4 separate regions of the Mus musculus genome follow, and all the other regions are linked to region 1. The links are chromatin contacts, called in public promoter capture Hi-C maps. All regions are on one chromosome and are shown on one strand. Each heading gives the region's core, a stretch centred on a gene start, on an enhancer-like site or on the middle of the called end of the contact. The rest is flanking DNA. Distances are from core to core; before and after follow the strand shown.

Region 1 (7,253 bases), core at 1,974-4,473:
ACTTAGATGACCTCATCAGCTCTATTCTGTGACTGGGTGGTGATGTGCTTGATACAGAGTGTGATTAAAGCTGTTCTGTTGCAGAGATGGCTCAGTCAGTAGACTGCCTGTCATTCCAGCATGAGGACCTGAGTTCCATCCCCAGGACTCACATTATTATGCTGGGTATCAAAGCATAGGCTTGGATTCCTGGTGCTGGGCAGGCAAAGCTAAGTAGGGCCCTCCAGTCAGCCAGCCTAGCCTAACTGATGAGTTTTCAACCAGTGAGGGACCCTGACTTAAAAACACAAGGTGGAGAGTAACCGAGACATCCCCTGAGGTTGACTCCAGCCCTCTAAACATTCACACAAGAAAGAGTACCCTTTTTAGTGTGTAATTTACTCAAATAGCAGCTTGTGTCCACAGGAAATGAAAATAAGCATCCTTCCTAATACACAGCATTCAAGAGATGAATTTAAGGAAGATGTTGCTGCCTAGCAAGCTTGCTATACTGCACAACTCCATACTTGGTCATCCTGTCTGGGAGGACGCCTTTGTTAAATGCTAAGGACGTACACCATAGGTAAGTACAACAATGGATCCTATCACAAGTGTGAGACTGGTGTGCTCTACTGAGATCTGCAAGTCACTTAATGGAACTGTGTCAGGCTGCTTTCCTGTGTTCACTAATTGTTGTACTGAGACCATACAAGGCTCAGGGAAGCTGGCACATGAGAACTCTAATGCCTTTGCAGATAACAAAAAAACAAAACAAAACAAAACAAAAACAAACAAACAAAAAACAAACCCAAATCATTTCAAAATAAAAATCTTTTATTTCCCCAAATCCCTTATTTTCCCCTTTCTAATAAGTATGTATAAAAACTACCATGTATTCCAACCATAGCTTCACATCACAGGTAACACTGTCTCAGAGCTTCTATTGCTCTGATAAGCACCACAACCAAAAGCAACTTGGGAGGAAAAGGGTTTTTTGACTTCCATCATCTGGGAAGCCAAGACAGAAACTCAAAGCAGGAGCTGAAGCAGAGGCCATGGAGGGTGCAGCTTACTGGCCTGGTCAGCCTGCTTTCTTATACAACCCATGGCCACCCGCCTAGGGCTGGCTCCACTGGCCGTGGACTGCACACCCCCACCCCAATCAATCATCAGTCAAGAAAATGCCCCACAGATCTGTGTACCTGTCAATATGGTGGAGGGATTTGTTCAGATGAGGATAGTTTGTGTCAAGTTGAAAACAACAACTACAAAAAAAAAAACAAAAAAAAAAAAACAAAAATAAAAACAAAAAACAACCAGGACAAACAGCATTCTGAGCTGGCATCTTCCAAAAGCAGGTGTTACTGTGTAAAAATGCAGAGAGCTACAGACAACCCATGTATATACTGTGAGGGACTAGCTCAATGTAGCATAGATGGCATTTAAACACTTACTAATATACTTGCCTTGATCAGCCCTAATTCTTCACCTCCAAGCATGCATGTATTAAACACATAGCTGAAATACTATTATTATTTTAGAAAGAAGTAGCTGGTTGTTCAGTGTGAATATTTAGTGATCAAGGAAAATGATAAATGAGAAAATGTTAAGTTGGAAAAAGTCACAAATTAATATTAGAATACTACCCCATTAATTATATGTGTATTTATATACACAAAAGGAGAGAATTGACTCCCAGAATTTGACCTCTGATCCCTACACACATTCCATGGTATGTGTAAACCCACATGCACACATACAATAATATGTAAAAAAAAAAAAAAACACTTTTAAATATACAAATTAGGAAGAAAAACAAAATGCTACTAGAGGTCATAGGGTTCTGAGCATTCCTACAGGGCATTTATATTCTCAACTTTATCCTCTTTTCTGTGTTCCAACCTTTCTAGTTTTCCTCTTTACACACTCATACACACACGCACACGCAACCACACTACAGTCTATCCAAATGCACACTCGTTACAGTTTACCAGGCCTTGTCTATGCCTGTCTGATATTCTGCATCTCTCATTTCTCATCAAGAGGACCTAAATTTGGACTCCAGCACGCAGTAGAGTGCTTCTGTAATCCCAACTCCAGGTGATATGGGAGACAGAGACAGTAAAACCCTAAGAAGCCATAGGGCTGAATGGCCTGGAACAGGCAGCACAGCAGCAAAAATGAAAAGACACAAAGACATCCTATCTCAAACACGGTGGGAGGCAAGGGCCCACACCTGTGTCCTCTGTCCTGTACAAGCCTGTGTGTATCCGTTTGCCTGCACTCACAATAACACGAACGCACAGACAAAAATTTTTAAAAACCAAAAACCAAACCAAAGCAAACCAAAACAAAAAAACCCCAGAAAACAAAACTATATGCCTAGTAAAGTCACAGCCTCTTTGTCTGTGTGAGTGCCCTCGGACGTTCATGCCAGGTAAACAGCAAGCATCTCCCTCCCAGTTTACCCTGGTTAAGGGATGCACGGTTGCATTTAAAATTGTTTAAAGACAGAAAGAGTCCTTAGAAATATCTAGTCCTCTAAGGTTACTGTGACTTTAAATGGAAACCAGGCCACTCACAGTGCACCTGAAACTTTTAAAACTGCCGGGATTCGATTACAACATCAGGGTTTAAGGGATTGCGATTCAACTGTGGAGTGGGAACAAACTTGAAGAGACTTCAGTCAGACCGTCTACGCACCGCCTCAGCTATGGGAAAGAACAAACAGGGTTTCGGGTAGGGACAGGGCTCTGCACCCTTCACTGGAGTCATGCGACACCTATCACGGAAAGCGCACAATGGGCCCGGTCAGAAACCTCAGACCGGATCTGTTCACAACCCTAGAGAGACCGCGAGGTGTGACACAATCAAGGCTACCGGGCACCTTCCCCGAAGTGTCAATCAGAGCAGCCCGACACCCCGGGATCCCATGGTCAGTCAGAGACGGCCCTGCTCCAGGCCTGACGCAAATCCAGAGCCGGCCGACATCCCCCTGCCTCCGCCGGCTTTCACACCCTTGCGGATCTCCAGCCCTGACCAGTGCTTCCGTGGCTCTTTCCCTGTCGCGGGGGGGGAGCATCCCCAGCGGGCCCACCACACGGACTGCGCCCCTCCCCACTCACCGGCCGCCCACGCGGCGTCCTCGGGGACCGCGGGAGCGGGGAGAACCAGGCCCGCGGCGCTAAGGCGGACTGGATACACGACCGGGGCGTGGCGCCTTGGCCGACAGGAGGCGTCAACGACCGGGAGGGGCGGGGCCTTCCGGCTGTCACTCGGCGTGGGGGGCGGGATCACCGTGAAAGGGGCGGTGCCTTAACAGTTGTAAGTCCCGAGGAAGGGGGGCGGAGGTGTCAGAGTGAAGCTTCACTGGCTGACCCTCGGGAGAGGGGTGGGGCCGCGACGGAAGGGGCGGGGCCATGAAGGTTCTCATTTTGGTGGGATGTGGTGGTGCTGCATGGGCGTGGCCTCATCAGCTGTCGTTGTAGAGAGACATGTTAAAGGCGGGGCTGTGGCGAGTGGGGTGGGGCTTGGGTTGCTGTCACTCACGGCAGAAAGGGAGCCTCATCCGGAGGGGTGGGGCCTCGCTAGCGGTCCTCGTGGTGGTATGGGTGCGGGCTGGGTCTTGGCTTTGCTGGGTAGGGAATGGAAGGGAAAGGATAAGGCTCCTTACGCTTTCCTTTTCTTAATCTCTTAGACCAGAATCCAGACACCTGCCCACCTCTACCCTCTACCGTCTAGCCTCCACCCTCCACACCCTTCCAGTTTTTGCCTTCCTCCAGGGGACAAGGCCTTCACCCCAACCCCTGGGGGTGTTCCGGTTTGGAGGTTGTCCTCCTAGCCCCCTCTCTGCCTTAAGGAGCAATTCTTGGCTGGTTTTCAGCAGAATTCTGAAGCTCTCTTCTCTCTGAAAACCAAGGCAAATCTTTCAGAACTTTAACAATTAGAGTCAATTGACGACTCAGGAGACTTGTGGGTTTCAGTTGGAGAGTTCCAATTTTCTCAGCCCCTGAACTTACATTCATCCTTGCATATAACTTCATTCTTTGGTATCTGATTGGAAATGTTTGAAATTTTTTGAAAAACAATCATTTTAATGGAATATCTATTAAATCCTTTTTGCTCAGATAGTCTTTATACTGGAGATTAAACCCAGGGCCTTGTGCATCCTAGGGAAGAGATTATCCCAGCCCTCTTGGGAGTAATCTTATCACAGCTGAATTAACAAAATTTAGTTAAGCTGTGTTGGTGGCCCACACTTTTGTAGTCTCAGATACTCAGCAGACTGAGGCTGGAAGATCACTTGAACTGAGGAACTAGAGACCAGCCTGAGCAATGTAGTGAATCTCCATCTCAAAGCAAAGTACAAGATGTGAGCCTGAGTCATGGTGCCATGCCACTTAGTTTTTGTGAACCTGACACACCAATAGTTGCCTGAGAGGAAATCACATTAAGGAACAGCCTCCATCAGACTGGCCTTTGAGCTTGTGTGTTGGGGGGGAGGGGGGGTAGGGAGGAGCATTCTCTTGATGATGTGGGAGGGCCCAGCACACTATGGGTGGTACCATCCTAAGAGGGTGGAACCTGGCTGTTTAAAAGAGCAGGCAGTAAGCAGCAGTATTCTTCTGTAGTCTTTGCTTCAAGTTCTGTCTCCAGGACCCTGCCTTGAGCTCTTGACCTGGCTTACCTTAATGATGGACTATAAGTCAAATAAGCCCTTTCCTTCCCACGTTAGTTCTGGTCTAAATTTTATTGGAGCAACCAAAGAAGCAGGCTAGGACAGGCATGTCTTAGTTATTCTTTGCTATGTAACAACCCCCTTTGCAAGGCTCCATGCTCTCATGTTCCCAAGAGTCCTTCTTTCCAGTTGCTTCCTCTAGAACAGTGGTCCTCAACCTGTGGGTTGTGGACCCTTTGGAGGGCTCCAATGACGTTTCACAGGGGTCACCTAAAACCATTGGAAAACATGGATATTTATATTATGGTTCATAACAGTAGCAAAGTCACAGTTATGAAGTAGCAATAAAATAGTTTCATGGTTGGGGTCACCAGAGCAGAGGGGCTGTGTTAAAAGGTTGCAGCACTAAGAAGGTTGAGAATCACTGCTCTAAAAGGACAGTTTTTCTCTCCCTGTCTTAGGCGCCAGCTTCCTGAATAAACTAATCTCAGGAAAGCAGTCGGTACTTCACCTCGCTTTATCTTGCTCACTGTGGTTGGAGTTGTTTCCTGATCATTTCTGATTGTTAGCTCTCATTTCAGCCAGGCTTCAGATCAAGAGAAAAAGGAAAAAGGTATCAGAGAGAAAGGAAAAAGACAAAACGACAAAACCAAGAGGAAGCTCACTACCCTGCACTGATCTCTCTTCAACTTTGGGGTTCCCCGTCCAGTCCACTGCTGCCATTTACTTCATTGCTGGTATATTTTGTCAGATGTTTTAACAATAAGAGTGAGACACAGGGCGTAGTGGGCTTCCTCCAGTTTGATCAGAAATGGAACCTATTTATCCAATTAAAGAAGGTTTTAGGGGCTGAGAAGACCTCAGCTGGTGAGGTGTTTGTGGTAGGACTTGAGTTAATCCCCTTCACCACAGGAAAAGATGGGAGTGTAGCACCTGCTTGTAACCTCAGCACAGGCAAGGCAGCACATGTATGATACCTCAGCACAGGGGAGGCAGCACATGTATGTAACCTCAGCACAGGGGAGGCAGCACATGTATGTAACCTCAGCACAGGGGAAGCAGCACATGTATGTAACCTCAGCACAGGGGAGGCAGCACATGTATGTAACCTCAGCACAGGGGAGGCAGCACATGTATGTAACCTCAGCACAGGGGAGGCAGCACATGTATGTAACCTCAGCACAGGGGAAGCAGCACATGTATGTAACCTCAGCACAGGGGAGGCAGCACATGTATGTAACCTCAGCACAGGGGAGGCAGCACATGTATGTAACCTCAGCACAGGGGAGGCAGCACATGTATGTAACCTCAGCACAGGCGAGGCAGAGACAGAAGGACCCTGGGGTTTGCCAGACAGTCAAGAAATTCCAGGTTCAATGAGAGCCTGTCTCAAAAAATAAGAAAAGGTGAGTGATGTTGACCTCTGGCCTCCACAAGCACACACACAAACACACACACACACACACACACACACACACACACACACACGACAAGTCCCTTCCGCTCGACTCGAGCCCCGGGCTACCTTGCCAGCAGAGTCTTGCCCAACACCCGCAAGGGCCCACACGGGACCCCCCACGGGATCCTAAGACCTCTGGTGAGTGGAACACAGTGCCGGCCCCAATCCAATCGCGCGGAACCTGAGACTGCGGTACATAGGGAAGCAGGCTACCCGGGCCTGATCTGGGGCACAAACCCCTTCCGCTCGACTCGAGCCCCGGGTTACCTTGCCAGCGGAGTTGCCTGACACCCGCAAGGGCCCACACAGGATTCCACACGATATCCTAAGACCTCTAGTGAGTGGAACACAACTTCTGCCAGGAGTCTGGTTCGAACACCAGATATCTGGGTACCTGCCCTGCAAGAAGAGAGCTTGCCTGCAGAGAATACTCTGCCCACTGAAACTAAGGAGAGTGCTACCCTCCAGGTCTGCTTATAGAGGCTAACAGAGTCACCTGAAGAACAAGCTCTTAACAGTGACAACTAAAACAGCTAGCTTCAGAGATTACCAGATGGCGAAAGGCAAACGTAAGAATCCTACTAACAGAAATCAAGACCACTCACCATCATCAGAACGCAGCACTCCCACCCCACCTAGTCCTGGGCACCCCAACACAACCGAAAATCTAGACCCAGATTTAAAACCATTTCTCATGATGATGATAGAGGACATCAAGAAGGACTTTCATAAGTCACTTAAAGAATTACAGGAGAGCACTGCTAAAGAGTTACGGGCCCTTAAAGAAAAGCAGGAAAACACAGCCAAACAGGTAGAAATCATTAAAGAAAAACAGGAAAACACATCCAAACAGGTGATGGAAATGAACAAAACCATACTAGAACTAAAAGGGGAAGTAGACACAATAAAGAAAACCCAAAGCGAGGCAACGCTGGAGATAGAAACCCTAGGAAAGAGATCTGGAACCATAGATGCGAGCATCAGCAACAGAATACAAGAAATGGAAGAGAGAATCTCAGGTGCAGAAGATTCCATAGAGAACATCGACACAACAGTCAAAGAAAATACAAAATGCAAAAGGATCCTAACTCAAAACATCCAGGTAATCCAGGACACAATGAGAAGACCAAACCTACG
Region 2 (7,253 bases), core at 1,918-4,417, 1.7 Mb before region 1:
AAAGCAGCTGTGGCCAAAGCTGCCATTGCGGCGGCTGCAGCTGCTGCTGCTGCTAAAGCTAAAGTCCCAGCCAAGAAGGCCACAGGACCAGGCAAGAAGGCTGCAGGCCAGAAGGCTCCTGCTCAGAAGGCTGCAGGCCAGAAGGCAGCACCTCCTGCTAAAGGTCAGAAGGGTCAGAAGACCCCAGCCCAGAAAGCACCTGCTCCAAAGGCGGCTGGCAAGAAAGCGTGAGGCTACACAGAATAATAAAGGTTCTTTTTGACGGTGGTAAATCTCATGTGTGGACTCTAAGCTTGTCGCCAAGTGGGAAATAGACTGGTGGGATTGTAGATAGGATGGGCTACTTAAACTCATTCTACCCAGGCCTTAGTACTTAGCATACAGCCAGAGTCAAACTGATCCTTTATACAGGGGGTACCATGACAGTACAACAGTGTCGTTAACCCTAACAAATAAATTTCCCACCAACGGGTGGAATTCCTTCATTTTGATGAACCATAGTCGAGTATAATTGTTGAAAGATACGTGGGGCTGGGCTTGCCTGCCTCGCATGTGTGATACATTTGGCATTTCTTCTCTTTCCACAGCATGATTTTGATAATTTTGGATTATAAAACAGGCTTTGAATATTTCTAGGAAAGTGGATGATTGGAGAGAATCTTGGTCCTCACAAAGGGTGGACTCCTGAAAAGCAGGAAGTGTTATTTGTGAGAAGTGGGGGTGGATTACTTGCAGGGTTATTCCCAGCACACTGGGTGCTTTTGAGTCTTGTTGTCCACAGTTTACACCTGGACAGGTGGACACTGGAATACCAGGTGGGAATGACCCTGCATGGGGGGAGTCCTGTCATTGTCAACAGCATTTGTGGGCTCTGCGTCTACCCTGTGAAATAGCAGGTGGAAGATTGAGGGCAGGATTCAGGCTATTTCTAGGAAATAGTGCAATGTGGAGTAGTCCTCTTAGCCTTTGAGAAAGGGACGTGAGGCAGAGATGGGTGTGAACCTTTGAGGCAGCCAGGGACAGGAAGGTACAGGGCTCCTGAAGAGAATGGGAAGTGACAACTGGAACTGAGGTAGGTCATGTGATTAAAACAAAAACTGGGCCAGGTGTGGTGGCGGCACGCCTTTAATCCCAGCACTCGAAGCAGAGGCAGGTGGATTTCTGAGTTCACGGCCAGCCTGGTCTACAAAGTGAGTTCCAGGACAGCCAGAGGTACACAGAAACCCTGCCTCGAAAAACCAAAATCAAAAAACCCCAAACTGGTACTTCAGTTTAGCCAGTCCTGATTGGCTTAGTGGGAAGGAAGTTGAAAACACGTGTCTAGGCACTTACTCTGCTATCAGGAAGGTGGTGATCCCATATTTCATAAGCCACCTGTTCATGGGCTCATATTTAGGGATTCTGAGAAAGGGATTAAAGCATACAGACTGGGATAATTCACCCCACAGAATTTAGTAGGAAAAAGAGAGTCTGGCTTCATTAAACAGCACCCTCCCCACACCCCCCAGAGCATTGCCGGCAAGAATTCTACATGGTAGAATTGTAGATAGTCCGAAAGGTGGCCTGTTGAGGCTTGTGGGAAAGTAGACAACACTCAACTGTAATCTTGACATTTCCAGCCTTGCCACCCAGGATTCCTGGTCTGCACACGGGAGTGGGGTAGAATGGGTATTGTTTTGAACTAGCAAGTGATTTGTCAGGAAGCAGCAGTTTTCTTCCCAGGGCTGGGAATTAAAGGACTGCAGGAAGTGGATTTCTGCAACAGAGCCCATATCTAGGTATACTCAGGTTGGCTGCTGGCAGGAGGGCCAAGTCCTTTTGCACTGAAATGCTGGTGGTTAAGAACTTAGCACCTGGAACTGGCTTTACTGGTATAGCCTGAGGTAAGGGGACAGGGGAGGAGGGGACTGAAATCAAGGACAACAGTGCCTGGGAGCCAGCAGTTTCAAAAGCATGGTTACTTCAGTGAGGTATTTGGTGATTGGTTTTCAGGGGTATTTATGAAGGATTTCTTAGCGTTGGGACTGCTGTGGACTTGATAACTTTCAGGAAACAAGGTCTCACTTTGCTTTTCTGGCTTCTGAGCTCCAGGGGCCTGACTGACTTTCTTCTTTCTTTCTTCCTTTCTTTCTTTCTGCCTGTCTGTCTGTCTGTCTGTCTGTCTTTTGTTTTCGAGACAGGGTTTCTCTGTATAGCCCTTGCTGTCCTGGAACTCACTTTGTAGAACAGGCTGGCCTCAACTCAGAAATCTGCCTGCCTCTGCCTCCCAAGTGCTGTGATTAAAGGCGTGCACCACCATTGTCCGCCTCCAGGGGACTTCATGCTTTAGCCTCCAGCATAGGCCATCAACCACCACACACCTTGAACATTGTCTGAGGTAGGGCTTCTGGTTCCTGTCTAGGCCTTTGTAGTGCTAGCATTACAGATAAGTACCATCGTGTCCAGTAAGAAATAAGCTTTTCCTACCTTATCATTTTTACTGCTTTACCATTTTAAAGTTTGGGGTTTTATGCAAATGAGTTTTGCCAGCATATTAGGTCTGTGCCTCATTGTGGTGTCTGAGAATGTTGGGTCCCTTAGAATAGGATTGTGAGCCACCATATGGCTGTTAGAATTGAGTCTTGGCCCTTTGCAAGAGCAACAGGTGTTATTAACTGCTGAGTCTATGAAAATACTTTTCAGGATGATTTGTGTCTTTGTGGGTATATGCTGTGAGTGCAGGGTCAGGCAGTCCAGAAGAGGCCGTTAGATTTCTGGTGCTCAGTTGAGCCACCTGGTGCTGAGAAGTGACCGGCTAAGCTAATTTTCCGGCCGTATCAGCATGAGAAACTGCACACTGATGTCCAATCTTTATTTGTGGGGGTGTGATTTTTTTTTTTTCCCCAATCAATGTTGCTATTTAAAATTGGTACCAGAGAGATCGCTCAAGCGAATTTGTATAATTTCTGCCCGGAGCGGGCAACGCTTACCACCTGCTGCCCAGATGCGCACGCACCCAAACGTCTCAAAGCGCACCTCTCAGATCTTCAGAGCAGATGCGCGGGAGTCTGCGCAAGTGCGCAGGCGCCCTGAGCCACATCAAACCCCTCCTACTCCGCTGGACCGACAAGTGGTGGGGCGGTGTTATCACCGAGATGAGGCCTCCGGAACTCCTAGAGCGGCCGGAGTGCGCTCGCGCTTCCGGGTCGGGGCTTGGCCCTGTAGATAGTTCGGGCGAGTCGGACGTTGACTTACTGCGCCCGGTGCTGGGTCAGAAGTGCAACCTTCCTTCAGCGTTCCCAGCCTGCCACGAGTGGACAATCCGATGTTGCCCCCCCCTCCGTGCCCAGGGACGCATTGGGCCCCAGGAGGCGTCCCCGGGGCGCGGAGCATCATTTCTGTCCCCTCGCCGTCAGACACTCGTGCCTTGTAAGCGCGCAGTCTGCAGAGTGGAGACCTGCGTGGGAGGCAGGAAGACTTTGGATGGGGATGTCCGAGGAGGTTGGGGTGTCACAGTGGGAGATACGGAACCCACGCACCACAGGAGGCTATATTGGGAGTGGTGAGGCTTACGTTGCAGATGCTAGTGGAAGAAAGGAGAACCATGCCAGAACATCCCGTGAGTGTCTGCAAACGAGAGTCACCTGCTGAAGTTAGGAAGTTCATTATTGAGCTGGTTCTGGTGTCCGTTGCTAGTAGGATATGCTGAAGAGGCAGAAGCAGGAATATCAGGAGTTGAGGCCAGCCTGGGTTACACCTTGTGTTGGAGTACCTTCTGCTCTTCCAGAGGAACAAAGTTTGGTTCCCAGAGTCCCTGCGGAGTATTTCACAACCTCCTATCACTCCAGGTTCTTCCAGGGATCTCTGGGAGTACCTGAGTTTGTGTGGCGGACATTGACCACATTCATCCATTAAAACAAACTAAAACGTGTTGAAGAGTTTGCTTCATTCATTGTGGTCGTATTGTCAAGAGACCAGTATTCAGTGTGCGAATTTTCTTTCACTTCCCATACACTTATTTGTGTGTGTATACAGACGTGTGTGCCACAGAGGGTGTGTGGAGGTCACATGACTACCTTCAAGCATCAACTCTTCCACCGTGTGGGTTCAAGAGATGGAACCCAGGTAGTCAGGCTATGCAGCAAGTAACTTTACTCACTGAACCTTCTGGAGGAGGGGAGGGGCTGAGAACGAGGTTTGCTGTGACCTGAGGCTTGTGAGTGCCTTCCACAGACACTTTTGAGAGTTGAGTCTTCTTTTTTGAACTCTTGTCATGCGAACACACACACCATGTTTACACCTGAGGTGGCCTCGTTACCACACGGGTGGAAAAACCTTGGACTTGTTACGCACTTGATTTAAATCAGTTTTTTGGTCACTAAACTCAGAAGATGTTTGCTGTTGCTTTTGTGACTCACATTTAGTTCTGTGACTCCATTGGGGTCAGACCCATAGTTATAAAGATGTTCTTTCTAGGAAGCCAGAACACGCAAACTCTTTGAAGAGAGCTGGCTTTCTCGAGAGACAGGGACATATGGTTTGTAAAGCACTGACTTTTCAGAGCTCAGGTGCTCTACACGGTGTTTGGTGCTGGGAACCTGAAAAGAAGCTAGGGAGGAACAAATGGGGTTGATTCCCTACACTGCAGATGGGTGGAGTCAGGGTGAATGACAGCCAACACATCCCGGTGTTGGTGGAACCGTGGTCATGGCACGTAAACAAATCAAGTTGGTGCTGACTTCCTGCCCGCCTGTTGTCATGGTAACAGAGGGTCATGTGCAGGTTTCTGGGGGGTGGGGAGGTCAGGGTGGATTTACCAACAATCTTCAGCTGTGAACACCAAGCTATAGTAATGACCAGCTTGGCAAAATATTGTCCATGGTGCAACAGTGGGCTGATGTTGCGTGGGGAAACCAACTGCTTTCTGATTGGCTTTGAGGTTCTTCCCACAGAAGGAAACACATGCCTAGTACCACATGACCCACAGGTGGGTGTTTATAGGGCCCAGGGGGTGACCCCAACCAGGGGGTCAAACTGCCCTCTAAATTATTTATCTCTATAGACAGATTAGTGCAACGCTCAGACTGCATCAGAGGTCCTTTCTGCAGGGGACAGTGGTTAATGCTGAAGTTCACAACAGGCCAAACTGCAGGGAATAAGTGTGCTCAGCCACAAATGGTCATCTCAGTCACACTCAAGATTGGGACCATCATGGAGGAGTGTGGAAAGATTGTAAGAACCAGAGATCAGGGAGGAGTCTCTCACCCTGAAGAGAGTTTTGGACACAACAGAGCCTTTGCAGTCATGATCCCACAGTAGCTGTGGTGGCCTGCATATAACCTACATGAGGTCTCAAGCTGGTCTGCATTCTAGCATGGAGGAGGGAGGGGCTCAGGAGCTCCAGACCCCTAGCTGAGGAGCCACGGACAGTTGGTGCTCTCTCAGGGAGGGAGTATCAGTTTCTTGAAGGCTGTGGCCCCTGGTAGTCAACCACACCATGAACATATGACCAGTACAGATTGGGCGTGGAGATGCACACACATGACAAGACATGGGGGTCGGGTGGGGGTTGAAGGGTGGGTGTGGGAGGAGTTAGGGAAGGATCGGGAAGTGAATATTATCAAAATACTTGGTATGCATGTATGAAATTCTCAAAGAATTAATAGAAAATGCATTTTACTTAGAAAAGCCAAGTGGCACAGGAGTACACGAGGATGATCATTCCTTGAAGGGCAATCTGTAAATCCAGGAATATATTCCTTTCTGGTTGCTATGGTTACCAGGAAGAGAGTATTGCCTGGGTATTAGGCTGTAGATTGGAACGGCAGTGAGAGACCCCAGACCGTGTGGGTGGCACAGAGCTGGGGCTGCACATTTGAAAACGGGAACATTGGTGCATTGGTTTCTGGCTGTGGTGCTGGCTGCGATTCATGAGGGCTGGGGATTGTGGACTCCTCAGAAGCTCAGAGCTCCTCCTGTCTCGCTCAAGCTTGATCGGGAGTTTGCTGATTCAGTGGATGGTGACCTTTGAGGATGTGGCTGTGTACTTCACACAGAGTCAGTGGAACAGCCTGCAGCCTGCACACAACAGGGTCTGTACAGATATGATGATGGAGAACTATGGCCACAGGTGCCTCCTCAGGGATTCTGGGAACTCTCGAGATCTTGGGGTTGGATGCCTGTAGGAAGGACTCAGCTCCCCAACTTGGGAGGATGATTAAGTTGCTGGGCATTCCTGGTAATTGTGGTATCTACCTGCGTGTCACTTACTCCACGGAAGGGTGTGGCTCTGTTTTGGCATGTCAAGGAGATCTCTGTCTCTCCTTCCTTGGGTAGAGAGTTGGTGTCCACCATTGTGGAAGTGCTCCCCAAGGGGAGCACCTGAACGAGCATCCTTCCCAAGGGAGATTCCTCTTGAGAGGCCCAGGCCCAGGTCCTATCTCCCTGGCTGTATCATGGAGTCCAGGTTAGACCCCCAATGCTGCTCTATCTTCTGAAGTCCCCATCTCTCTCCGTCAGGCCTGAAGGAAGGTGGGCTGATAGAGGTCTCTGGAACCCACTGGCAAATGTCCTCAACTTGTCTTCCCTCCTTTTCTTCTCTAGTTGAATGTCTGTCTCACAAACCTGTTCTGGTCTCCCAGCTGCAGAGAGAAGTGCCCTGGGCCGCAGAGTGTCCAAGAGGCTGCAGTCCTGGTGAGCCCCGAAGCTCTGTAGAAAGGTGTTCGAGTTGCTCTAGGGAAGGAGTCTCACCTGGGTGTGGAGGAGCTGCTTCACGTGCAGTTCCCAAAGGCGGCCGCCTCCTAGGTACTCCCCGAGTCAGCTTTGTCCTCACAGCCTCTTACAACTCCTTATGTCTTCTGAAGCATGGAGCAGGCCTGGGCTCCAGCAGGGTCAAGGATGGTGCTCCTTGGTGACCCAGCTGACATTGGTCACAGGCATGAATTTAATGTTTAGGCCATAAGTGGTGGAAAAAGTGACTTTGTTTTAAAACTTCCACCTGCCATACTATCTAGATCTACGTTGTGTTTGTCACAGATGAGACTGTAGAGGACAGGCAGCGGGTGTCATCCTACCCCCCCCCCCTGCACACTCACTGTCCTCCTACCCTTCCACCTGCACAGTCACCCTCCTCCTACCCCCCCCCCCCCCGATCTACAAAGTGAGGCCCAGGATATTCAAGGCTATACAGAGAAACCCTTTCTCAAAACAACAACCACCACCACCACTACCACATGTCTGGGCAATGCCAGAGGCCAGAAGGAGCCAGATGCCTC
Region 3 (7,253 bases), core at 2,767-5,266, 1.6 Mb after region 1:
AAGGTTTGGAGGGAGGAAAGGGAAGGGAGAAATGTTGTAATTATATTATAATCTCAAAAATAAAATATAACATTGGGAAAAGTTCTATTTCTTCAATTTAAAAATGTTTCTTCATTGAGCACAAACTATGTGCATTAAAAAAATGTAACTGTGAAGATTATATTGCCCTTATTGTGAGACTCTTGCAGAGGTACAATTCCAAGAGTAAGTGGAATAACATAATTCAGCAATGAATGAGGAATATGTCCTCTACCCTAGACTGTATGAACAGATCTGCAGTGTTCTTAGTGTTCAGGAGATTTCTATAAGACCTGTTGTTCACATCTTAGTCTGTTATATAAGGTCCCATTTTCTGGGGTGACAGAACTGTCATTAATCCTTTCTTAGTTGTGTTGGTATGGACTACCCTGGAATAGCCAAGGCTCTGGTTCCAGGCTTCAATGTTTTGTGCCCTTTATCAAGACCAAATTCTGTCATGCTCCCCAAACCTTCCCCTGACTAATTTGTTCTTCTAGTCTTTCTGGTCTTATTTTGGGCAGAAAGAAGTATCAGTTTTTTCTCTAGGGAAGTCTTGCTCATAAATCTTCGTTTGATCCAGAATAATAATCAATACACCTGCCACTAGCTTTCAGTAACCAAACCTTTTTGTTAGGGGCAGTGTTATGTCTACCTCCTGGTCTTAGGTTGAAGCCTTAACCGCCATATCTCAAAACATGATTGTATTTAAAGACAGGGTCTTTAGTAGAAAGATATCTGAGATTAAATGAAATTTTGATGATAGGTCCTCATCTAATCTGATCTGTTTCTGTAAGGGGAACTATAAAGACACAAAACAGTATGGATAAGTGAATATAGTGAGAAAGCATACAGATGCAAGTGAACAGAGGCCTCAGGACCAGCCAAACCTTTATCTAGGAGTTATGGAAAATCTTAGAATTATGGAAAATATGTTTCTGTTGCTTAAGCTTAATTTGTGGCATTTTCTTGTGGTGGTCTAACAGGCAACACATTTCCCCAGTCAGTTTCCATTCCCAGATGTGTGGATCTGACAATATCAACCAGGCAAACTGGGTGGGGTGGTATCTGGAGTCTGGGTTCTGGTGCCCCTAGGAAGAAGCATGATAGAAATAGAATAAGGCCAAGATCCAGGGTGACTGAAGCTTGAGCTAGGAGGAATGGACAAGACACTCTTCCTTATTAGGTGACTTTTGTCAATTTGTACCCTGTTCAGGCTTTAAGACTGCTTTATATGTACATTATTATTCAAGAAATAATGTGATGAGGATCATGGTATGACTAGATGTACATTTAGCTCATGTTAAGTTACTGACCACTTTCCATCTTGTTTTTCAGGTGCAGTGTGGGGGAGGTGAACCTTTATCTTCCTTCACACAAAGTTTAAGAATTGTGATTGGAAAAAGGAGGGAGGGAAAATCATAGCTTCAGCAAATTCATTATAGCTTCATTTCACTTGACCCTCTCTGGTTCAACTGTCCAGACTTACACTGAATCTCTCTAGGAACTCATTCTTGGCCTAGCTCTAAGTATATGAAAAGTTTGCTTGGATGGTTCTTTTGGTCCAAGTTTTTTGGATGCTAAGAAATCACAAATATGATGTCCTACCTCAGGCCAAAGGTGCAGTACCTCAGGCTACTGGTTGGCTAGGTCAGCCCACAGATACTAAAACCAAACACTAGCCTACTCCATAAGTACTGTAACCAATTACCAGGCCACAGCATAGTCTTCAAAAACCACAGATTCTCCTACACCTTTCTACTAAACCATAATGTGCAAATATCCTCTTCTTGACACTGAAACCTGGACCAAAGGAAAATGGGCCTTTATTGCTGTTCAAATGCCAGAGTCTTATGAACAACAAGGACCGTTGGTGGCCACTATAACTAGGCTAGTTAAATGGCTCCAATGTCAGAAAGTGGATGATAATATTCCTCTTGCCCAACTGTGCATGGTCAGAGCTATGCTCCTAGGATGGTACAGACACTTCAGTTAATTTTAGTGATACATCAAAAAGTAACTAGAAAGCAGTGTTTTTCCATGTCTAAGCTCACAGAAACACCCCAGTTTCTACCCCACAATAACTTCAAATTAAGGTTCAAATGCTGTTAGAGAGAAGCAGGAACACAAAGTCACTCAGATGTCAACATGGTCACAAACAACTGGCCTCTGCTTACAGGTACCTCTAAGGTTAAAAACCTTAGTTATAACCCTTTCTGCTGCCTGGGAGATGCTTGTAGTGAATGTGGCCTCTAACTCTTGGGTTCCCAGTGGTTCCTGGCATGAGATCATAGGTAGTCAACACACTTCCTCTAGCTCACACTGCTACACCAGTCTTGAGTTTTATCTTGTTTTTGGAATCTCCAGAAATCAGAGGTGACCTGTCAGCTAACCATTCCCTGCAAAGGGAAGCTAGGACTAAGGACTGACACTTCTTGAGTACTCTGTGTTCTGGAGGCAGCAGGCCTCCAGCCTCAAGGACTAACATAAAACAAGACCACCAGATGTTTGTTATTGATGATTTTGCTATTACAAGTGGTGTCTTTTATCTCACTTCAAAGGACTGGGCTAAACACTTGGCACTTAGCCATGCTGGCTAAGGGGCAAAGGAACCTGAGACCATTTCCAAGTTCTAAACCAATTACAAAAATAAAGTAAAATATTAAGAACACACACACACACACACACACACACACACACACACGGTACTGCAGGACTCTGTATACGTTATCTATTTTCTTAATAAAATAAACAATTTTCAAGAAGTGATACACAAATATGAACATTAAACAAACAGATAAATTCTGTCTCCTAAAGCTATAGTTTTTTTTGTTTTTGTTTTTGTTTTTTTCAGATCCTTTTAGGTAAAGGAGGCTGACAGTCAGCCCTGGGCTGATTTCCAGGATAACAATCCTGGCCCATAATCAGTATTCTGCATTTCAACACAGCAGAACTGGTTGTCATAGACCGAGAGTGTCGGGGCAGCCAGGAGGTTGCAAAACTAAAAGTAGAAACCCACAGCTCCCTTCCCCCAACCCAGCAACAGCAGCAAGCAGATGGCAGAGGAATTAACCTGCTTCAGACCACCATTGCTGAGAGAGGCTGTAAGTAGATTAAGTCCTGAGCCTCTGCCCCATTTCTGTCTGGAAAGGAAACCACCTGTGTTAAGTCAAACAATCATAGGGACAGAAAGAAACAAGTGCTGTTTTTTCTGCAGGAGACAGCCCAGCCGTGGGAACTTTGCAGAGTGACACAGAGAATCATAGCATTAATAGGAAGCTACTTGACTTGGCTTAAGTGTCAACTACATGTTCTCTTCTTTTATGCAAATAGGATGTCGCTCCGCCCTGCCCCCCATCCGCAGCCCAAGCCTGGGTGCCAACAGGACAAGCTACCACACCAGATACATTCAGTCGTCCTACAGGTGTTTCCAGAAACTTGACCGCAGAGCCCCCTTGAACTATCTGAGCATAAGGGCAGCGGGTCAGGTCAGCGAAGATACAAAAGGAACAAACTGTGTCTCCTGGACCGAAGGGGCGTCAGGAGTCCTGCAGAGAGGAGGGTTTGGCTTTCTGGGGATCAAGTCCCAGTGCCCGCGAGAACTTCGGGGTTTGGCTGCTGTGCCAGGGGTTCGGGGAGAGCTGCCGAAGCTCCGCCTCACAGGGCGGCCCCCTTCTGCCGGCTCCGATCTTGGAACAGTGTTGAGGGTCTTTCTACGACCCCGCAGACAGCCTGCGTATTGGAGCTAACCTCTCTGGAGAGAGGGTTCTCCCGAGGCGCCCTGTGTGGGAGGGGACGACCCACGCCCCCACGAAGCTTCCGCGCCGACGTCCAGAAAGGCCCCAGTGTCCCCGATGCCTGTCCGGGCGCCTGCGGCACTTACACGCTCGTGGGTCCTCCGCTGGGCAGAAACGAAACTTTCTAGGGCCGAGCGGAAGAGTAGGCGAGCACAGAGCCGACTGCCATGAAGCGCCCAGTAGCCCCAGAGCGCGCGCGGACTACAACTCCCGGCATGCCTCACGGATGGCCTACAACTCCCGGCATGCTTCACGGATGGCCTACAACTCCCGGCATGCTTCACGGATGGCCTACAACTCCCGGCATGCTTCACGGATGGCCTACAACTCCCGGCATGCTTCACGGATGGCCTACAACTCCCATCGGGTGCAACTGGACGGTGGACGCTAACTACGACTCCCGGCATGTCTCACGGCAGACGTCACTTCCTGAAACTCGAACAAGCTTCGGATACCCGGAAGTCGTGTGTAGAATCCTGAACGAGTGCTGTTTACTGTTGTTAAGCTCATGCATTGTGACCGATTGGCTTTGAACTGTGCATGAGCTGTAAATATAAAATAATGTGCCCGATTCCGAAACCCCCCAAACAATCTGAGAATAATCTCATTAGTATTTTTGTACTATTACGTTTTATTTATGAAGCTAAAAAAAAATGAACTTAGTATGTACTGCTGGACCTAAGTTCTCAGTTTTTGTTTCCCCCTCATTAACAGACACTTAAAAAACAGTGTTTGAAAATATGTGCTAAAGAACTACCATGCTTAGCTTCCTCAGTCCCGTGTTTGCTTGTTGCTGAGTTGCAAAGCACCCTGAAGCCTGGTGCAATAGAACACTGCATTCCAAGTCCAGTATGGATGAACATGCTAAAGACAGGGGACAGTACATAGGAATGTCAGCCCATGATTAGGTTCGCTTCTTAGCTCTGGCTGGCTCCTCACACTGCCTTATTTTCATCATGTTAGCTAGAAATGCTTGTGTACCTTACAGGACTTAGCTAATAGTGGCATCTGCCAGACTTCAGCATTCCAGGTTCTCAGGATAAATTCATACAGGAAGGAAAAGAAATCTTTTAAGTTAATTTCATATTTTATACTGGAGGTATATGAGACAACATATTAACTTGATGGAGTTGTCAGTTTGTGGATGAGGATAAAAAAAACCTCACGAAGAGAAATGATTCCCCTTTCTGTTAACAAAGGAAAACAAAAAAAAGGGAAGAAGTGGGAGGAAATGACATCAGAAATAAAGATTTATCAATAGAGTGAACTAAGAAAAACTTGCTCTGACTACAGCCTGAACAGCTTTGGGATGTTAAGATTGAGAGTGTGAGGCATGTGGAAGACAACCTTGTGAAGGAATATGTGGGGTGGAGAGCACTGTGCCACAGAGTCCTGATCTGCTGTACATGGTGTCAGATCTAAGATGGCTCCCGGGACACCAGTGAGACAGCAAAAAGGAACTAAGGTCAAGACAGTGGCTGCTTCTGAGTCTTCACAAAAGTCCCTACAGGTGACAATGCTCGCCACACCCCTTCTCTCTGAGTTACCTCATCAGTCACAGCTTTTATTGGGATATGGTGAGATGTAGTAAGTTATGCTTGGCCAAGGATTTAGGGGCTTGGGATTGGCTCAAATACTGTATATAAGCTTATGTGCTTGGCAATAAATGCAGATCTGCACACTGATACTGATCTCTGGAGCTTTATTTACCAGGAGTTGTCACGTGACTCTGTCGCCTCTAAATGCCCATCCTCAGTCCTGTTCCCACAAAAGGGATTTCAAACACCCTTGTTTGAAACTTAGATCCCAAATAAATTTACAGAGAAGAGGAAGACAGGTCTCAAGCAATCATGGGTTATTTAAGGGCAATGATGTATTTTGAGAATTTCATAGACAATTCATCTGGAGTATAGTTAGATAAATTAAGATGACTATGACATCACTAGATGATTTAGTCTTAAGGGAGCACAGTGATATGTGGTCCAACATTGACCAAAATATTGTGCAGTAGATTATTGTATATATTAAAAACCTAATATGTCATACCCTAACCAAAAGCCTATATAATGTTATGTTTAAAACTCAACACAGCTCTGTGCTATAGGTAGGGTTCATTTCTGAACTTCAAAGATGAAATTGAGGCTTTTAGAAGAAAAGGAATTTCAAGCCCACCTGGCTAATGGGCAGAGATATAAACTAGGATGAAGTGTAAGGTGCCCGAGGGATCTCTAACCGACACATTGTAAGATATATGAAATGTTCATCTTCGTGTACAAAGGAAAGGAGGCCAGAAGAGGGCAATGGATTCCCTTGGAACTGCAGTTAAAATGGTTGGGAGATACCATGTGGGCTTTGGGAACTGAATTTAGGCCCTCTGGAGGAGTAGCCAGTGCTCTTAACTGCTGAGCCATCCCTCTATCCACTTGAAAGTTACTTCTTCTGGGTAATCCATAACTATTTTATGTCTTTTAATTTTTTCATTAATTCTTTAAAGTCTACTGTTATATGTTTTTATGTATTTATTTTTGGTTGAAAGAACAGGATCTGAGTTCTGTCTTTGGCCCTGGATGCAGATATAACAGTCTAAACTGCCCCAAAGGTAATAATGTTACCTGAAATTCTGGAGCATTCTGATGGAGTAACCTTATATTACCAGGGAAATCTGGGCCCTCTTTTGTGTTACTAGTTTTATTAATAAAAGAATTTAAGAAGTAACTCAGAAGGGAGCTTGAGGACAATTTTATTAAAGCGTCAAAGACAGACTCTAGGCAGAGGAGCTGTAAAATAAAAGATAAATCTCAGGCAGGCAGCTTCCTGAAGGAGGAAGATGTAACAGAGGAAAAATAGAAGCAAAAGGAAGATACTATGGAACAGAGGGCACTATAAAGATGAAGTCAAGGGTATGTGCTCATAAGCTGGAGAGATGTTGGGAAGGCAGAATCCACGGGACCTGGCTCTGCGAAAGGGAATGTGGTGCATGAGGAGAATTTAGCTCTGGAGAATGGTTAAGAGGGGAATGCTGGCATTATTATCCACATGTAAGGAAGTCATCTTTCTCTCAATCTGGAAGAGATGAAATGACAGGAATATTCAACCTGAATGCCTCTGTTAAGTGGACTTTTCTTATCTGGACCTTCTTGGATGGATTGGTGTCAACTGAAAGTTAGCAGCAATATCCTATTCATCTTTGTATTGTCCAAATAATTACTTAGTGCAGACAGTAGCACATATTGTATTTTTTCTTTCAGTTATGAGCTAAATATTTAAAAGCCAGCTTATGTGTTAGCAGCTGTTGCCAGAATATGGAACCATCTTTGTTGTTGTTGTTTTTTTGTTTTGTTTTGTTTTGTTTTGTTTTGTTTTTCAAGACAGGGTTTCTCTGTGTAGCCCTGGCTGTCCTGGAACTCACTCTGTAGACCAGGCTGGCCTCAAACTCAGAAA
Region 4 (7,253 bases), core at 2,561-5,060, 1.2 Mb after region 1:
ATGACCTTCAACTCCTGATCTTCCTGCTTCTACCTCCCAGGTTCTAGCATTACAGGCACAGACCACCACATCTGGCTGAAGTCATACTCCTGACTAAACCATGCATCATTAACATTCATGAAATATGCTTTGGATCAAATATTTGGTTACAAGATAATCAGTTAAACTTTACAGAAGGATTGCAGAGACACACGTGATTACAAAGACAATAGTATGACTTTTATTTGTTCCCTTGTTTCTGTAAGTTTGAGTAACCAATTAAGGTTTTCTACCTGTAGGTGACAAAACCTGTGAACCCTTTTCTATTGTACCTTTTTTTTTTAACCTTTTTGGGGGAGTGTCAAGTGACTGTGTGTATCAGGTACTATTCTGAGTTCCTTGGGGTACAATAGTGAGGCAAATGCCCACGGTTTGGCAAGGTTTGCATTTTAATGGAGACTGGTAAAACCACCAACAAGGAAGAAGCTCCCTGAGTGGGGAGAAATGTGATGGAGATGATGCTGTGATGCTGCACTTCCCCAGGAAGTGGGCTTGAGTGGGACCTGGAAATTGCTCATCTTAGGAAGGGGTTTTTAGGCAGAGGAAATGCCTACGATTGGTACGCTGCTCCTAACTGGCTGAAGCTGGTCCTGATTAGAGCCAGTGCTCTCTCTCACCAATACCTACATATACTCAATGGATTGAACTAGAGAAACACAAGCTATCATGGTGAACTCACTTTGGTGAACTTTATGCCCAGAGAATCCAGGTGGGGCTGAGCAGCTCAGAGGACCTTCCTGTCTTCTGGGCCACTCAAACTCTTCCTGTCTTCTGGGCCACTCAAACTCTTACTCCACAAGATGGCCAGTTTCCAACAGGCACTTCCCTGATTTCAGCTACCCACTCACTTCCTACTCCACTGGAAAAAAAAAATCCAGGCCATTAGAATGGCTTCCATTCTATTAATAAGATCTCAGTGTCATTGTCCTTACTAGCCTGTTTAGCCCGTTGCTTGCTCAAAATCCTTCCTCTCTGTTGCTGTGTAGGACAGTGCATTGGAGTTCAGGCTTGGTCTCTGCAGGATGTCTCCCCACACTCCTCTTCCTTCCACATTAACAATGCTTTCTCCACAGGCCCTATCCACTGGGTCATTCCTGCCAGCTTTGAAACAGGCTCTACTACCTACAATACATTTTCAGTTTCTAAGTTTTGTAGTGCTGATGGTCAAACTCAGGGCCTTGCCTATGATAGGCAATTGATGTTCCACTGAGACAAATCTCCAGCTCTCAGATCTCTCTTTTTATTTTTTTTTCTTTTTGAGACAGTGTTTCACTAAGTTGTCTATGTTAGCCTTGAACTTACTTTTCAGTCCAGAAAGGCCTCAGACTTATGACTCTCCTCTTAAGTAACTAGGATTACACCACCAGATCTAGAAATATTTTGCCTTTTAAACAACTGATAGGCAATAATGAATACATTTTAAAAAATATCCACTCATCCATTCATCCATTAATTCATCCCTTCATTTAATGTGTGTATGTTGGAGGAGTTGAAGCTACTATATAGTTTCTGGAAATCAAACTCAGGTCAGCAGGCTTGGCAGCAAGTGCCTTTACCCGCTGGACCACCTTACAAGCCCTGAACACATCTTTTGAAATACTAGTCAACACATGTTTTCAAGTTCATGAAACAGACAAAAGTGGCCTATATTAAATAATTTTGGCATTAAATAAATGTGCACAGAATTAGGATTTTTTTTCGGTGTCTTCAGTATTGAACAGCGTCAGTAAAACATTCAAACATTGTGTATGGGTGTTTGGCTCACAAGTTTGTCTATGTCACATGCATTCAGTACCTAGAGAGACCAGAAGAGGGTGTTGTGGCAGTGGCGAGCCACCGTGTGGATGCTGGGAATCAAACCCAGGTCCTCTAAAATAACAGCTAGTACTCTTAAGTACTGACCCATCTCTCCAGCCCATGTCCAGCACTTCTAAGGATCACTTGCATAATGGTATATTGGATGCCATCTTTATAAGCTGCTGTTATTATTACTGTAGTTGTTGGGGGATGGAACCCAGGCCCTCATGTATGCCCAGCGAGTGTTCTATCACTGGGTTGTAGCTCTGGGTATAGGAGATTCTTTTAAAATAAAAATATTTAATCCTGGGCTGGAGAGATGGCTCAGCAGTAAAGAGCACACACTGTCCTTGCAAAGGATTGGAGTTCAGTTCCCAGTACTTACACAGGGCGCCACACAGCCACCTACGACTTCAGCTCTGGGGTTTCTGATTCTCTCTCTGGCTTAGAAGAACATCTGTCCTCTCTCCTCCCCCACCTCTCTCTTCCCCTTTCACCTACACACACACACACACACACACACACCATATATACACATAATTTGAAACTAAAATAACTTTAAAACCTAGTTTTAGTATAATGCTTTATAGCAGTACTCACTCTTCAAATTTTATTGTGCAAATCGTCTTCCCATCCCACAGATGCCGTAAAACACAAATCTGGGGTTAGTAGTTTGGGGCTGGAGCCTGGAACTCTTCATTTTCAACAAATATCCTGAACCTTCAGAGTCTACAGGACAGTGAACCATTTTTGTGTTTATAGAATATAAGAATATAAGCACTTCCATATATATTATCTTGTTTGTTCCTCGTCACAGTTTAGAGAGATTTGCCAAGACACATATGTTCAACCAAACCCTGCGCATATACAGGTGTAATGAAGTGGATAACTGATTAGCTGTCAACCAAAAAGGGGCATGCAGACAAATAAACAGCTGGAGCTGACCCTCCATACCTAGAGCTCCACATCTGAACAAGGGCAAGATACTCAGGAAAAGAAAAGGTGTTTATGTTAAACACATACAGATTTCATTTTCTTGTCATGATTCCTGAAAGACAACAAAACAAAACCAAACAAAACTGCTGAGAACTATTTGCATAACATTTACATCTATTAGGTAGTATGAGCAGAGACCTGGAAACATTTAAACTAGATGGGAGAAAGCCTGCAGGTCAGTGACTTCAGTATCCCTGGATTTAAATAGTGTTCAAACCAAGCAGGAAACAAAGGGGTTGTGGGTGGGGGTAACTTTACGGGGAGGTGATTTTAGCTGGGAAGGAAAGAAGAGACACCAGAAGCTGATCAGCAGGCTCTCGGCAGGCACTAGGAAGTTCCATCCACCGGGAGTTCAGGCAGGGAAGGTCCCAAATCAGAGGGAGGGTAGGCGGGGCAGTCAGGCCTGTTTGTAGAAGTGAAGGCGGGATTTCAAAATAAGTCCGGAGTAAGCCTTGAGGGTTCAAGTTCAAGAGTGACAGGCCTGGGATTGGTTTTAGATCACGCTGGCGGCTGTGTGGGAAACGTAAACTATCCCCAGTCACCTCATAGGAGCTATGTGTGTTATCTAGAGCCATGGCAACCTGGAGTGGTGAGAACTGCTTGGGGTTCAAGAAACCCAGTAAGGACGACAAGCCTCTCTGGGCACACTTAGGACGTCCAACACAGATGCTCTCATTCGAGGGGACCCGAGGGAAGCCTGGCGCACCCTTGACTCTCCAGCAGCGGCGGGAAACTGAACAGTCCGCGGCAAAAGTACTGCGGGAATTGCAACTCTCTCCCGGTGCCCAGAGAGGGACGCCAAAACTCGGCGTGCGCATCACTGGCCTGCAGGGGGCGCCCCGCCCCGCCCCGCTCCCGCCCCGCCCTCCGAGCCTCCGCCCCGCCCCGCCCCGCCCCGCCCCGCCCTCCGAGCCTCCGCCCCGCCCCGCCCCGCCCCGCCCTCCGAGCCTCCGCCCGCGCCCCTGCGCGGCCCGGGGCGGGCGCAGCCGGCCAGCGAGCTCCCGGGACTGACGACCCGCGCGCTCACTTCCGCGTCCCGCCGCCGGCCGCCGCCATCGGACAATGGGCCGCGCGCCGCGGCTGCAGTGAGCTCTGCTGGATCCGGCCACCGGCCCCAGGCCAGGGGCTGCCCGGTGTGTTTGCAAGTTCGATTGTTCGACGTGGATGTGAGTTTACTTTTTTTCTGTGGACGTTCTCTGTCTTCTTTCGCCTGTTTTGGGTTTTGTGACTTGGAGAAGAGAACTTTTCTAAGCAGGCCGGGCACGGCTGAAGGCTGCTCTGCCCCCACGTGGACGCTCCCCGGGGGAAAAGAAGTCTGAAAGTAAACTTAGCCCCGCTGGCCTGAAGGCCTCAACTCTGGCTGGACTGTGAGTTTTGGAGTCATGACCTTCTTGCTGGGCAGGTGGGAATCTTTATCTGCCTTAGGCTGGACCTGAAACCTCGGCCAGCACCCAAATCTCCCCCACCACATTCACACCTTGAACCAGGGCTAGGCCCCGGACACTGATCTACAACATGGATAAATACGATGATCTGGGCCTTGAGGCCAGTAAGTTCATCGAGGACCTGAACATGTATGAGGCCTCCAAGGATGGGCTCTTCCGGGTGGACAAGGGTGCTGGCAACAACCCAGAATTTGAGGAAACTCGAAGGGTGTTCGCGACCAAGATGGCCAAAATCCACCTCCAGCAGCAGCAACAGCAGCAGCTCCTACAGGAGGAGGCCCTACCTAGGGCAGGCAGAAGCCCGGTCAACGGTGGGAACCGTCAGGGTGCGAGCGGCAAGCTGGCTGCAGATGGGGCCGCTAAGCCTCCTCTGGCTGTGCCAACAGTGGCACCTGGATTAGCTACTACCACTGCGGCCGCGCAGCCCTCGTACCCATCTCAGGAGCAGAGGATCAGGCCATCTGCCCATGGTGCAAGGCCTGGCAGTCAGAACTGTGGTTCCAGGGAGGGGCCTGTGAGTTCCCAGAGACCTGCTTTACACGGCCTGAGTCCCTCCTGTGAAGACCCTTCCTGCCTCACTCACGGAGACTATTATGACAATTTCTCTTTGGCAAGCCCACAGTGGGGTGATAAACCTGAAGGGTGCCCCAGCGTGAGTCTGGGTGTAGGAAGTGGATGGCCTGGTTGCCCAGGGAATGACTCCACATTGCCCAAATCCTGTGGAGACCATCACCCTTACCAGCCACAGCTCTCCACAGTGTGCTCTGGCAGGTCTTTTGAAAGTGGCATCAGTGGCCAGGACGGTGGCATTGGTGGCCATAGCAGCGAGAAGCCAACAGGCCTTTGGTCCACTGCCTCCTCTCAGCGAGTGAACCTCGGTTTTTCTTCCATGGGCTTGGAGAATGGGACCTCCGCTCAACCCAAGGGCACAACTGTTTCAGCACCGATGGTCCCTAGCAGCGCCAGCCAAGGAGCTTGTCCGAAAAGAGATTCAGGTCTGGGATATGAGGCTTCAGGCAGGGTCTTCAAACCCCTTGTGGACACTCAGCCTTGGCTGCAGGATGGGCCCAAGTCTTACCTCTCAGTTTCTGCTCCATTATCCTCGACAGCTGGCAAGGACAGTACCCAGCCAGGTATGACCACCGGGCTGGATCCTAAGTTTGGATGCGTGGAGTCTGGCACTAGTCCCAAGCCCAGCCCCACCAGTAACGTCCATCCGGTAATGTCCACTCCATCTGAGTTATCTTGTAAAGAGAGTTCTCCCAGCTGGTCCACTGACAGTAGTCTGGAACCTGTGCTCCCAGGGAGTCCCACCCCCTCCAGGGTGAGATTGCCCTGCCAGACCCTCGCACCGGGCCCTGAGCTTGGACCCTCCACTGCGGAATTGAAGTTGGAAGCCCTCACCCAGCGTCTGGAGCGAGAGATGGATGCTCACCCCAAAGCGGACTACTTCGGTAAGTAAGATGCTTTGGAGTTGCCTGTGGTGGAGCGATGGTGTCCCCACCAGGATGCTATTATTTCTCCTTCCTCTTTCAGCTACTTCTGCTCCTTTAGAAACTTGAAAGCAGCTGCGGGCAGAAAGCAGCCTTTTGCATATGGGAGTTACCCATGTGAGCAGAGTGAAGCAGGGTGGGATTGCTCATAACTGCCCTCAAAAAAGGGAAATGAAGCTGGGAGGTGGTGATGCTCGCCTGTAATTCCGACACTTGGGAGGCAGACGCAGGAGGATCTCTGAGTTCGAGGCCAGCCTGGTCTATTATAGCTAGAGTTCCAGAACAGCCAGGGCTACACAGAGAAATCCTGCTTTGACCAAACCAAACCAAACCAAATCAACAAACAAAACAAAACAAAACAAAAAAGAGGGAAATTCTGTGAGTTTGTGTTTCAAGGGTTTGAGGTACCACCTCAAGCTTCTTGCAGTGACTGGCTTGAGCTGACCAAATTTGTGGTTGTTCTACATGGTATAAATGTGTGGGATGTGTGGCTTTTGTTTCTTGTCTTCTGTTCATATGGTGGTTCTGCAGGTAGCCATGGACCAGCATCATATCTTTGCCTAGATGCTGGTTACAAAAGGAAATCATTAGCCCCTCCCTGGATCTGCTGCAGCAGGAGCTCAGGGTAAGATCGGAGAAGGAGAGAGACTTCTGCAGGATCACGATAACAACTGGGCCAGGTGCCTCTTGACTCAGTCCACACCCAGCACCAGCCAGCAGCAGGCGATACCCGAAGGTGTGACCTGACACAAGGTGAAGGTGCTTCTCCAGGCTTTTACCCAAAGTTGCAGATTTCATTCTCTCTTCTAAAAAAAACCCACACACTCTTTACAGACGACTGGCTTCGACTTTTTTTTCTACACGATGTTTGGAGGCAGCAAGAACGTGGCTGTATTCCTTTGTTGAAAACAGTTGCCTGTCTCATGGGAGCGGGTGGCTTGGAAAGACAGCTTGTGTTTAGGAGTCTGTGGCTTTTTTCATCTTTTAATTTTCTCTCTCTCTCTCTCTCTCTCTCTCTCTCTCTCTCTCTCTCTCTCTCTCTTTCTCTCTCTCTCTCTCTCTCTCTCCATTTTTGGCCTCTTGAGTAGTGGGTTCATGATTTCTCTGAAGTCCAAGTCCTCCCAAATGGTGGCTTCACCAGTAGAGGAGGCCGGGACACGGAAGACCCTTGAGGGAAAGATGCTGGCTTTTCCCACTCTCCAAAAGAACCCATTTTTCCTGAGGCCTTAGGCGGGTCACCAGCCCAAGGAGATGGGCCATGGGCAGATATGCAGTCCATAGTAGGACTAGGATCTGCTTAGTATGAGCAGCTCTGGGAACTAGTGCTCACGACACTCAGCAGTCAGAGGTCATGGTTGCTATTAACTAGTTTCTTCTTAGATTTATTTTATTTTATGTATTTGAGTGTTTTGTCTGTGTGTATGTATGTATAGCACATGCATGTCTAATGTTGGTAGAAATCAGGAAATGGCATCAGCTTGCC

The links. Promoter capture Hi-C pulls out the DNA fragments that hold promoters and counts their contacts. Capture Hi-C pulls out chosen DNA fragments and counts their contacts.
Region 2: a promoter capture Hi-C map of pre-B cells shows a contact between it and region 1, with 5 times the contacts expected there. The contact joins the promoter of 5830454E08Rik here to the promoter of Ano10 in region 1. A contact is called at or near these places in 2 of 39 promoter capture datasets (liver and pre-B cells) and 1 of 484 Hi-C or Micro-C datasets (CD4 T cells).
Region 3: a contact with region 1 is called in a promoter capture Hi-C map of pre-B cells, with 3 times the contacts expected there. The contact joins the promoter of Fyco1 here to the promoter of Ano10 in region 1. A contact is called at or near these places in 3 of 39 promoter capture datasets (the C10 cell line, cranial neural crest and pre-B cells).
Region 4: a contact with region 1 is called in a promoter capture Hi-C map of liver, with 3 times the contacts expected there. The contact joins the promoter of Limd1 here to the promoter of Ano10 in region 1. A contact is called at or near these places in 2 of 39 promoter capture datasets (hippocampal neurons and pre-B cells), 2 of 115 datasets of contacts at active chromatin or transcription factors (large pre-B cells and pancreatic cancer cells) and 1 of 9 other capture datasets (liver).

Annotation. Positions count from the first base shown.
Region 1 is chr9:122,291,200-122,298,452 of GRCm38.p6, forward strand. It overlaps Ano10 (anoctamin 10), which reads right to left and starts at 3,224. Exons shown (of 13, transcript NM_133979.3): 1 at 3,105-3,224. Gm26797 (predicted gene, 26797) reads right to left here. Exons shown (of 5, transcript NR_168548.1): 4 at 5,169-5,243; 5 at 4,711-4,927.
Region 2 is chr9:120,574,164-120,581,416 of GRCm38.p6, forward strand. It overlaps 5830454E08Rik (RIKEN cDNA 5830454E08 gene), which reads left to right and starts at 3,168. Exons shown (of 1, transcript NR_073359.1): 1 at 3,168-3,910. Rpl14 (ribosomal protein L14) reads left to right here. Exons shown (of 6, transcript NM_025974.2): 6 at 1-490. The coding sequence ends at 231.
Region 3 is chr9:123,847,883-123,855,135 of GRCm38.p6, forward strand. It overlaps Fyco1 (FYVE and coiled-coil domain containing 1), which reads right to left and starts at 4,017. Exons shown (of 18, transcript NM_001110253.2): 1 at 3,899-4,017. It overlaps Xcr1 (chemokine (C motif) receptor 1), which reads right to left. Exons shown (of 2, transcript NM_011798.4): 2 at 4,433-7,253. It overlaps Gm51700 (a long non-coding RNA gene), which reads left to right. Exons shown (of 2, transcript XR_003948283.1): 1 at 1-3,119; 2 at 3,349-4,081.
Region 4 is chr9:123,474,891-123,482,143 of GRCm38.p6, forward strand. Limd1 (LIM domains containing 1) reads left to right here and starts at 3,811. Exons shown (of 8, transcript NM_013860.2): 1 at 3,811-5,731. The coding sequence starts at 4,348.